3 separate regions of the Ovis aries genome follow, and regions 2 and 3 are each linked to region 1. The links are chromatin contacts, called in public Hi-C maps. All regions are on one chromosome and are shown on one strand. The core of a region is the stretch at or near the end of the contact, and the rest is flanking DNA. Distances in the headings are between cores, read along the strand shown. Region 1 holds the start of SIK3 (SIK family kinase 3). Region 2 holds the start of LOC132657854 (apolipoprotein A-I-like). Region 3 holds the start of ZPR1 (ZPR1 zinc finger).

The links. A called contact is a pair of places that touch in the nucleus more often than the background predicts.
Region 2: a Hi-C map of liver shows a contact between it and region 1, with 4 times the contacts expected there. The contact joins the promoter of LOC132657854 here to the promoter of SIK3 in region 1. A contact is called at or near these places in 2 of 16 Hi-C or Micro-C datasets (liver and tail adipose tissue).
Region 3: a contact with region 1 is called in a Hi-C map of liver, with 4 times the contacts expected there. The contact joins the promoter of ZPR1 here to the promoter of SIK3 in region 1. A contact is called at or near these places in 8 of 16 Hi-C or Micro-C datasets (blood, hypothalamus, liver and 4 more).

What each region holds. Positions count from the first base shown.
Region 1 is chr15:27,508,609-27,512,396 of ARS-UI_Ramb_v3.0, forward strand. SIK3 (SIK family kinase 3) reads right to left here and starts at 1,950. Exons shown (of 23, transcript XM_060399705.1): 1 at 1,656-1,950. The coding sequence starts at 1,928.
Region 2 is chr15:27,224,523-27,228,467 of ARS-UI_Ramb_v3.0, forward strand. LOC132657854 (apolipoprotein A-I-like) reads right to left here and starts at 2,258. Exons shown (of 1, transcript XM_060399710.1): 1 at 1-2,258. The coding sequence starts at 2,181. The coding sequence ends at 1,750. The region is part of intron 3 of APOC3 (apolipoprotein C3); the gene reads left to right.
Region 3 is chr15:27,172,902-27,176,373 of ARS-UI_Ramb_v3.0, forward strand. ZPR1 (ZPR1 zinc finger) reads right to left here and starts at 2,218. Exons shown (of 13, transcript XM_042232951.2): 1 at 2,040-2,218; 2 at 1,696-1,857; 3 at 1,198-1,288; 4 at 783-853. The coding sequence starts at 2,210.

The DNA.
Region 1 (3,788 bases), core at 700-3,199:
CGTGTCAGGGTCTGAGGGTATCATCAGGAAACCTTGGACTCTGGTATCTCATTCAGCTCAGACCTGCAGACTTGAGGCCCTCTGATAAAAACTGGAGAAAAAAAAAAAAAGGCTGAAGGGGGCCCCCCCAAGAGGAAGTGAAACTGACCAATCAATTTTCCACAGCCACCCACCCACCCCACAACCCTGGTAAGAAGGGCCCTTTAGAGTCTGACAGAAAAGAGGGAAAAAGGAACTTCGGGTAGTGAGAGGGAGAGAAGGCAGAGATAAGTCACTGCCTTCTGAAAATAAGAGATTGCCATACAAGCGAAAACAAGGACCAAAGACTGGGCTGAGGAGGTGAGGGGAATTGATGTGGCTTTGGTAGGAAGCAGCAGCAGCTGTAAGGGTTCTTCATCGAGCTGAGGGAAACACAAATTGCAGTTTTAAATATAATGAATGACTTCACCGAAAGTGTTCATTCAAGTGAGAGATGGAGCAAAGAAAGAAATCTGAAGTATAAATGGGTTCTGGGAGTCCTATCCAAACCAAGCAGTTCCTCCTGGTGTCTTCGATGTCAAGACTCCCAATGAAGAAGGCCACAGGAAAGAACTAACCGTATTTCCTCCAAAAACGAATTTTGTAGGTAAAATTTTAAACGTGTACGATATGGCTTCCTAATTGACCTTGCCAATTTCACCACCACTGCTCCACAAATCCCTTGGGAACCAAAGGGCCCAATGAGTGTCCAGATTCTTCACACACCTCCCCAGTCTCCAGGCCCCCTCCTCACCAATGACAGCCCACCCTGGGTTCTGTAAACTGTATGGTTCTGGACCCTCCAACAACTAAATATAACCAGCAATCCAGCTCTCCCAAATTGTTTAACCCCTGATTACCTAGGGCCAACACAAAGCAGGGGTACCCCTGGGTCTCTGTTCCCTGACGCCTTTCCTGTGGAAAAGCAAAGTAATTTTTTTCCTCCTTAATTTCCCCATTTTTTTCATCGCCTCCTCCAATAATCTTGTCTGTCCTCTGTCTCTCATTCCCACCATTTAGAAGTCTTGGGAGACCAAATGCTGACTGGTGCTGCTGTCATAAGGTACCAGGTCCCTCATACCTCGCAGTACCTTGTACCCCCTCTCAAGACCCCAGCCATCCTTCTTCCCCTCAAAAGCCCACCTGTGTCAGTTTCACCCTTGTTTCCCCCATCCTCCTGGTCCACGTTTCCTATCCCCCTGCCCTCATTCCCGCAGGATTTCCTAATTTCTGGTTTCGAAGGCTTTTTAGCTTACTGTCTCCTGGCTCCGGGAGAGTTCCAAATGTCTTCTTTCTCATCACCCCTGCTACGACCCTCCGCACAGCCCGGGGAGCCCCCCGCCCATCCCCGGCTCCCTAGTTCCCCAGGTCCCGGCGCTCGGTGGCTGCTCTGCGCCTCCTCCGCTGTGCAGTTACCCTCTCCCGGGCCCCCCGGTGCCCCCCGCCTCCTGCTCTCCCTCTCCTCACTCTTGCCCGATAACCCCCTACCCGCTTCCCCGGTCCCCAACGCACTCCCGAGCCCCGCTCGCGGCGCCGACCCCTCCACCTCGGTGTCGCGGGGCTCCCTTTCCCCCGCCACACTCGGACGGTCCCGGGCCGCGCAGCCCCGCCGCCCCCCGGTCCCGCCGCGCCACTACCTTGGCCTTAGTGACGAGGTGCGTGGCCCGCTTGACCACCGCGAAGTTGCCCTTGCCGATGGTGCGGTCGATCTCGTAGTAGCCGATGCGGGCAGGCACCGGCCCGCGGGAGGCCGGGGCTGGGGGACGCGGCGGGCCAGCCGCCGGGGGGACAGCAGCGGGGGCGGCCGGGGGTCCCGGGGCGGGCGGAGGCAGCAGGCGGCCGGCCGGCCCGGCTCCCCCCGCTCCGGCCCCGGCAGCCCCGCCAGCTCCGCTCGCCGCCGCCGCCGCCATCTTGTTGTGCAGTGAAACCTCCGGGGCCGCGGGGAGCCGGCCGGGGGGGGAGAGGGGGCGGGGGGGGGCGGGAAAAGAGGTGGGGGGGCGGCGGACGTCACTCCAGGAGGCGGAGCGCCCGCGCCGCCGGGGCCGGGAGCCATGGCAACCTGTCGTCACGTGCCGACGCGCGTCACTGCCCGGAGCCATAGCAACCATGACCTCACCGGCTAGCTCGACCTTCCCGCGTGGGCCGGGTTCCTCCCGCGCCGGCTCCCGGGTGCCCCCCTCCGGGGAGGAGACAGTGGGTACCGCAAGTGTGCCAGCCAGTTCCAAGCCATTGCAGCGTTGCCCAAGTCGGGGGGTGCTTGTGCCTGACCCAAAACCTGCCCTCGATCCTCCCAGGAACTGCTAATGTCACCCCCTACTGTGACCTCTGTCCCAGTTCGGCAGTCACCCAGCCTCCTTTAAAGCAAAGTATTTCCTCCTCATCAAAAATATTAGCACTGTCCCACTTTAGCCCTTGAGGCCCCAAAGGCAGGAACAGCTACACTACTGAAGCTACTGTAACCAAGTCGGTAGCGAGGCAAGGGAATTCTTCAGTAAAATTCCTTCCTCTTACAACCTGGTACAACCAATCTAATTGTCACCGAATGTAGAAAATAGGGAAAGTAAGATTTGCGTGTCCAAGGGCGGAGAAACCAGCCCAAACACGCATTTCAGTCATTGGGTGGGTGAGGGCCAGAGCAGGGACGTCATTTTCCTTCCTCCCACCCCTTCTCTGAACAATTCTATAGCTAGATCATTGTCAAAAAGTGCCTGCATCCTATTTCTGTCACTTGTAAAACCCTGGTGAAGCAATGTGCGCATTGTCCAGTGAGTCACCTCATGGTTAAGGACGATCGGTCTGTTGGGCAAAATAAATAAGTAAATAATAAAATAAAAATTCCACCCCTACCAGCGACTCTCCAAGGACATTAAAGGTGATCAAATCAAATTCCAACAATAAATCTCACATCCCTTTTCTCTTCTCTGTTATCTGCTTTTCTGCATCCTCCGGAGCCCTCACCAGCTCCCCCCTCCTTTCTCTCCTCCCTCTATTAAGTAGATTGGCTTTAGCAGCTTCAGGTAAGGCTGGGGAGAGGTAGGCTACTTGGCTATCAATAACAAGATGTTCTGGGCAGGCAAGGGCTTCCTCAGTGGTTCAGGGGTAAAGAATCTGCCTGCAAAGCAGGAGACTTGGGAGATATGGTTCGATCCTTGGATAGGGAAGATCCCCTGGAGAAGGAAATGGCAACCTATTTCAGTATTCTTGCCTGGGAAATCCTGTGGACAGAGGAGCTTGGTGGGCTATATTCAAAGGATCACAAAAAGTCGGACACAGCCGAGCTTGCACACATACTGGCGTGGCAAGTGGGGAGGAGAAAAGGCCATGAACAGGCCAGTGTTGAAATGTATCCCACTTTCCAATCCTGATTCCTCTGTATCTATGTCTCTCTCAATGGCAGAACTGTGTTGTCAGGTCACTACAGGTACAATACTGAAAACTGACACCCAGTGCACTGTGAATGTGTGAGAAGCAGAGCACCTGTTTACTCTCTCGGACCGAAAGATATTTATTAGCTCTCTGATTCCTCAAGTGACTGTGAGTAATCGCTGGGACTAGGACAGGACAGGGAGGTCATTCCACAATTGCCTTGAATCAATCCCCTGGTGGCTGTTCCAAATTGCCAACACAATTAACACTAATTGGCTTCTTTACTAGCAAATGAGGATAAGGATGAAGTGGTCCTCAGCTTCTGGCACTGGTTAAGACCTTTCATTGGTTGAGCTCATTCAATCCCAGATAAATGATGGTGTGCAGCCAGCCTCTTTTACCAT
Region 2 (3,945 bases), core at 1,008-3,507, 280 kb before region 1:
GTTGAGACTGTGTGTCTTCATCAAAATCCTGGGGTGGACGTGCACTGCCTGGGCTTCTTGCCCCCACCTCCCCCAACCGCACTTGGGGGAAGGAGGCCAAAGGGGGTGGTGGTTAAAGTAAGATACCCCACCACCCATCAGATGTTCATGTAGGAGAGTTCCAGAACCACAGACTACCTGAGCAGCTCCCCTCCCTGCTCTTCCAGTGATAAGACTGAGGCTCCCAAGTGTGAAGGCACTTGCCCAGTGTCACTGAGTCAGCAAACAGCAGAGCTTGACCTCAAGCCCAAGTGAGCTGCCATATTCTGCTCAGCTGACACAGAGAAAGGCGTAGTTACTCCTTCTGTTGTTTAGCCACAAACATGCACATGGTGGGCGGGGTCAGGGGGTGGTGGTGTATACCTGAGTGTGAAGAGGGGCTTGCTGGGAACACTCAAGTCCATACAAACTAGAATGGATAGCAACTTTTTTAAAGAAACATAATCACAGATGCTCAGGAGTACATAGGTCTAGAAAGGGCAACCTAGCCCGTCCTGCTGTTCAATCTTGGAAATGACCCCACGTTTCCAAGCTCTAACTTCTGCATCCATCAGTTCAGTTCAGTTCAGTTCAGTCACTCAGTCATGTCCGACTCTTCGCAACCGCATGAATCGCAGCATGCCAGGCCTCCCTGTCCATCACCAACTCCCGGAGTTCACTCAGACTCACGTCCATCAAGTCAGTGATGCCATCCAGCCATCTCATCCTCTGTCGTCCTCTTCTCTTCCTGCCCCCAATCCCTCCCAGCATCAGAGTCTTTTCCAATGAGTCAACTCTTTGCATGAGGTGGCCAAAGTACTGGAGTTTCAGCTTCAGCATCATTCCCTTCAAAGAAATCCCAGAGCTGATCTCCTTCAGAATGGACTGGTTGGATCTCCTTGCAGTCCAAGGGACTCTCAAGAGTCTTCTCCAACACCACAGTTCAAAAGCATCAGTTATTCAGCGCTCAGCTTTCTTCACAGTCCAACTCTCACATCCGTACATGACCACAGGAAAAACCATAGCCTTGACTAGATGGACCTTTGTTGGCAAAGCAATGTCTCTGCTTTTAAATATGCTGTCTAGGTTGGTCATAACTTGTCTTCCAAGGAGTATGCGTCTTTTAATTTCATGGCTGCCGTCACCATCTGCAGTGATTTTGGAGCCCCAAAAAACAAAGTCTGACACTGTTTCCATGGTTTCCCCATCTGTTTCCCATCCATTTAATCTACCTAGGATCTGGGAAAGGATGCAGTGAAACGATGCATAGAAAAGCTTCTTGGAGACTGGAATATGCTAGTTACTGCAAGAGATGGTGATTGTTTTCCTGACTCAGGTCAGAAACAACGGGCCTGACAGGTCTGTAGCCCCAAGGATGGGGCTGGCACGGCAGGGCCTAAGGAAACTGCAGCTTTTCCTGAGCAGACAGGGAGGGTGAATAGTGGCAAGAGGCCTTGGTGAAAAAGGAAAAGGTATGAGTTTTGTAAAGTGTATTTTGAATTAGTAAGGGAGGAAGGAGCAAGCACCAAGCCCTTCATTTGAACCTGCCCTAATCCTTCAAGTCCACAGGCACGCTGAAGTCCCTTCAACCTCAGCTGCCCTTGAGAAAGAGGGCTGGGGAGCTATGTCCTCTGCCCTAGGGAAACGCTGGGGACAGGGAGCCCACTGCTCCCAGCAAAGCCAGTACTTCCTGGTTGAAGCTCTTTCAGGGCACCTGCATTGGATCATCCGTCACTTTGCCTGGTCCTCTCTTTCCTTCCTGTTTGAACCTTCCTGGCGGAGGTCCTCCAGCGCCGGCTTGGCCTTCTCGCCCAGCGCCTTCAGCTGCTCGGTGGCCTTGGCGTGGTACTCCGCCAGGCTGCCGCCGCCCTCCTTGAGCGCCTCCAGGCGCGCGGTCAGCCGCTGGCGCAGGTCGTCGCTGTAGGGCGCCAGCTGCTGCCGCAGCGTCTCCACGTGCGCGCGCGCGCGGTCGCGGAGCTCCTGGGCCAGCGGGCTCAGCTTGTCCTGCAGCTCCTGCACCTTCTGGCGCGCGCCCTCGCGAAACTCCTCGCCCAGCGGCGCCACCTTCTGGCGGTAGATCTCCACCTCCTCGTGCCACTTCTTCTGGAACTCGTCCAGGTAGGGCTGCACCTTCTGCCTCACCTCCTCCAGGTCCTTGTGCATCTCCTGCCTCAGCGACGCTGTCTCCTTCTCCAGGTTGTCACCGGGCCCAGCTGTTCACGCACTTTGGACAACGTGCTGGCCAGGGTGTCCCAGTTGTCCAGGAGTTTCAGGCTGAAAGGGGAGAGAGAGGAGGGCTCAGGCTAAACCTCCTGGGCCCCCTGGCTACCCCCAGAGCTGCAGCCCAGCGCCCGTGCTTGCCCCGTGTGAGACCTGGGCACACCTGTGCCTGAATGTGGGGTAGCTGGGGACAGATCCTTAGCCTAGCGTCTCCCATCCACGGTCTGCCCCCCACTCCCCACTGCATCCCATTGACCAGATGGATGCAGGAATTAGAAGGAGATAGAGCTGAAGCTGGTTTTGGTGCCTGATCCTGTCTGTCCCCAAAGGTGGGCCTTTTAAGGACCTAGTCTCTACTCTTCCAGCCCATTCTCCTCTCTGAAGACAGCCATCTCTGTTGCTGGCTGGAGCTGAGAAGGGAGTTAAGAATAGGAAGGGGAGGAGTGCATTGCAGAAAATAGCAACCAGACAGCACTGGTCTGCCCCTACCATCTCGCGGTAGTTATTAAGGCTTCCAATGCTGGGATCAGACTCCTTGGGTTTGTGTGTGGGCTCCATACATACTGACTGTGTGACCTTGGGCAAGTTTCTTAACCTCTCTGAGCCCCGTGTGTGCCTCAGTAGGGGATAAACTAGTGCATGCCTCTTGACTACCGCGTCAGGAAGGTAAGCTGAGTAATGCTGGGAGCCATACCTGGCCCACAGTCAGCGCTCATCAAGCATGGGCCATGTTTTGCCCCTGAAAATTTCACCGCCTTGCAACACTCCCAAATCAGGCACAGTCTAGCATGGGCTGGGTGCAAAGTAGGTGCTCACCTCTGGCCCCACACCTTCCCCAAAACCGGGCCAAAGGCGAAGAGGGCAGTGAGTCACCAAGGACTCTCAGTTGAGTTTGACCTCCTTGGTTGGGATCATGGGGTTTTTTTGTTTGCGTTTTGGACACATTGTCCAGCATGCAGGATCTTAGTTCCACAACCAGAGATGGGACCTGTGCTCCCTGGAGTGAAAGTGCAGAGTCTTGACCACTGGACAGCTGAGGAAGTCCCGGGGAGCATGCTGTGTATCAGTCTGTGAACAGGTTACTTCTAGGGTGTGGCAGAGAATGAGAGGCCCCTGTGCCCCCTCATTTGAAAAGACCCTGATTCTGGGAATGGTTGAAGGTGGGAGGAGAAGGGGATGATAGAGGATGAGATGGCTGGATGGCATCACCGACTCAATGGACATGACTTTGAGTAAACTCCAGGAGTTGGTGATGGACATGGAGGCCTGGCGTGCTGCGGTCCATGGGGTTGCAAAGAGTCGGACACGACTGAGCGACTGAACTGAACTGTGCCCTGTCTTAGATTGTTTGAGCTGCTGATGGAAAGGACGTGAGCGCCGGCAGCTCCAGCAGACCCTGGCCCTGTGAGTCAGGGCACGGCCACATGTGTGGGCACAAAGGGCTATGTGACGTTGGGTGAATCATATCCCTTTCTGAGCCTCAATCTCTTTATCTGTACAACAGACAGACCTAACGGTCAATGAGGTGATGAGGCTGAGACTCTAGCATCACCTATGGCCACCCTCCTGCCCCCAAAACAGAGATCAAACCGGTGGGCAGCCCGAGCCCAGAAGCAGGAGGGAACGACTCAGGCCCAGCCAGGGACGGGCCGATCACATGGACACAGGTCCCCGTGTTTGCTCCACACTGGCCGTCCACCCAGGGCA
Region 3 (3,472 bases), core at 968-3,467, 340 kb before region 1:
CCACCTGCCAATGCACAGGACATGGGTTCGATCCCTGGCCTGGGAAGATTCCACGTGCTGTGGAGCGACTAAGCCCAGGCACCTAGAGCCTGTGCTCCACAACAAGAGAAATCATTGCAATGAGAAGCCTGCACACCACAACGAAGAGGAGCTCCCACTTGCCACAACTAGAGAGAGCCCACGCGCAGCAGTGAAAACCCAGTGCAGCCAAGAATTAATTAATTTTAAAAAGTAAATAAATAAAAGTAGCAAATAAGTTTGAAGTTTATGGGTGGTGCCAGACAAGTCTCCTTTTCTCACTCATTCAACTATTTAGTCCAGGCATTTGTGCCAGGTAACAGACAACAGAAAATAAACAAGAACCCTTTCATGGGGCTCTGTTTAAGAAAACCAGAGACTTATCTGTCCACTTAAGAAGACAGATGACTAAATTTTTAATTATATTATTTCACATAAATATTTGTATATATAAGATGTCATAATAAATATAAGACACAATGGAGCACTCAGGAAGCACAGATAAACCCAAGGGTGTTAGGGAAGGCTCTTCAGAGATAAGGGTACAGTGTCTGAGAAGAGGCCTCAATGTACAGTGGAGGAGGGGAGCTAGAAAGGACAGTGGTACAACACATGTAACATCCAGGCAGCTATAGCGTCACCATTCACTTCCCCTCAAAGTTCTCCAACATTCAGTCAGAGACAGTTCAGCCACATGGGAAGGTGAACAAGTATACAGAAGAAATTATTCCCTGAGCTGCTGCAATGAGAAAACCCCAGCTCACCCTTCGAGTGGGCTGATCCTGCTCCAGGCCAGAGATGGCGCGGCTAATCAACCCTTCAACAGTAGTCAGAGCTGGTGAGTAAGAACAAAAGAAGCTGAGGTCAGGCTTCGCTTTGCCATCAAGTGCCGGTATGACCCTGCGCAGTTCGCTGAACTGTCTGGGCCTTGACTTCATTCACCTCTGGTTAACAGTGATTATTACAGACAATTCTGTAATAAGTACGTCACAGTGTTACTATCACTATATACTACCTTACGCTACTTTACCTAAGCTCTCTTAGGTTAAACCAATGAAGATCACAAGGATGTGGCCAAATCCATACATAAGCCACTACACCTGGCACCAAGAGTTTTGCAAGACAGTAAGATTCATGAACAGTGCATGAACAGCACAAACACTCTGATCTTAAATATACCTCCTTTCTGGCTGAAGGCAGGAATTTCAAAATCCAGCTCTGGTATCCTTGTGGTGGCAGAGTCAGTCTTCACTACTTCTCTGTCCATGTCCTGGGTAGAACAAAAACCCTTCAGTCCACAGAAGTCAACAATACAGGAGCCCCCAGCCCAGCTGTTTTCTTTCTTCTCCCTGCTGGGGGCAGTCCAGACTGCTCCTGCGGAACAGCACCTTGATGTGAACCAGCTACCCAACTGGTTAGAGTACTACTCATAAAACTACTGCTCATTTGATACCTTCTGATACTACGCTTCATTTGATACCTTACAAAGCATGTTCACCAGTCTTACCGCACCTGAGCAGATGATGGCACCAACGCCATTTTACAAAGGAGGAAACTGAGGCTTGGACAGACACTTCAGTGGATTTATTTGAGGTCTGACCACCTGGACCGAAGCTCCCACTCCAGTCCCCAAGCTTTCCCTAGGACACCAGGGTAACTGCCCTTGGCCCCTCTCACCTCCTGAGCCCTAACAGTCAGAGTGTAGCGCACTCCCTGGTCCTGGATCCTGCCCGCCGACTGGATCTCCGTGTTGTTCCAGCCACAGTGCTCGCAGGAAAAGGAGCTCACGATTATTTCTCTGAAGAAGGGGATCTTGGTGAGCAGGAGGCGCGTCATGCCCTGAGGAAGCAGAAAACAGTGAAGGAGAGTACCAAGGAAACTCCCAACCTCCCATCTACTGAGCCCCAAGCGTGCCTCGCCTCCAGGCCCCCAGTTGGGCTAGCCTGGCAGGATCGCCGACCCCCGCTCCTCCCCGCCTCTGCCCAACCCTCCAGCCGCCCGCGGCCGCACGCCCGTCTCACATTGCGGTAGCAGTTCATGCACAGCGACTCGATCTCAGTGGGCTGCTGCTCCTCGTCCTCAGCACTGATAGGCCGGAACAAGTGCCCGGGCTCGGGATCCCGAGCCGGGGCGGGCGAGGGAGCGGCAGCCGCCGCCGGGAGCCCAGGCTCCACAGCTCCACCGGCCGACATCACCACGCGAAGATCAGGCCTCAACTTCCGGCTTTTGCCTCCCTCTTGGCCCCACCCCTTCCGCCGGCACTTCCGCCAGCTCTGCCCACATCCTCCCGCCCCCGCCTCTTCTTAAAGAGGCCGCAGACTCTTCTCGGTGACATCCGGTCCTGACTTACGAAGCCTGCCGGTTCCAGGCTTTGCCTCCACCTCAATTCCGGCGTCACTGCCCCCAGGGCGACCTCTCAGACCCAGGGCAGTTTTATTGATCGTTTGCAATAGCTCCGTAGCACAAGGTTCTAACTGTTGGTCCCCAAGTCTAACTACAAGAGCCTTGACCACAAGAGACCTGGCCATCCATAGGTATCCCCGAGGAGGTGCACTCCGACCTGGATTTGCTTGGATCCACCTTTGGGCCACATGCTGCATCAGCTCTAAATTACCCTTCCTTAGTCCCTTTATCATTCTCTCCCTATCTGTTCCTCTCCCTCCCTATTTCTATCCAGGTAAACCCCTGCCCAAATTCCAGCCTCAAATACACAGCCTTCACCCACCTTTACTCCTGCCCGGTCATCCCCACCACATTGGACCTCAGCTGACTCACCCCTCCTGGTTTCCTAACAGCCTGGTTCCTTTTGGGGGTAAACTTTCCCTGGACACGTTTCCCCCAATTCAGCTGCTAAATCGAGGGTGTCATGGGAGAGGTCCAATCTGCAGGCTTATGAGGCCAGACTGAGGTGCGGTTCATGCTGTGAGGGAGTGTGGCGGTGAGAACCCTGTGCCAGGCAGGCTGAGCTGGAAGAATGCTGCCCAGGACGTCCCAAGTGTACAGGACTGGGTGTGCTTACCCTCTCCTCTTCCTTCCACTTCACCCTCCCTTGATTTCCCAGGGAGCTATAAGGAGCTGGGTTGCTACCGAGTGGTGAATCTGTACATAGGGAATGGTGGAGGTGAGGGGATGTAAGATTTTGAGGGTTGTCAGTTGAGAAGATTGTCAGTCATAAAAAGAGCCCTTGTCAAAAAAGAGGCCATTCAGGATATGGAACAGCAGAGACAACAAAGACAGGCCGCCACAGGAGCCTGTATCTTATGCAGACTGTCCTGCGATAAGCGGATGGGTACACCGTGCATGTACAAAGGAAGGGTCTCTAGTGTGCTCAGTTGCCTCCGACTCTCTGTGACCCCAAGGACTGTAGCCCGCCAGGTTCCTCTGTCCATGGGATTTCCCAGGCAAGAATACTGGAGCGGGTTGCCGTTTCCTTCTCCAGGGGACCTTCCTGACC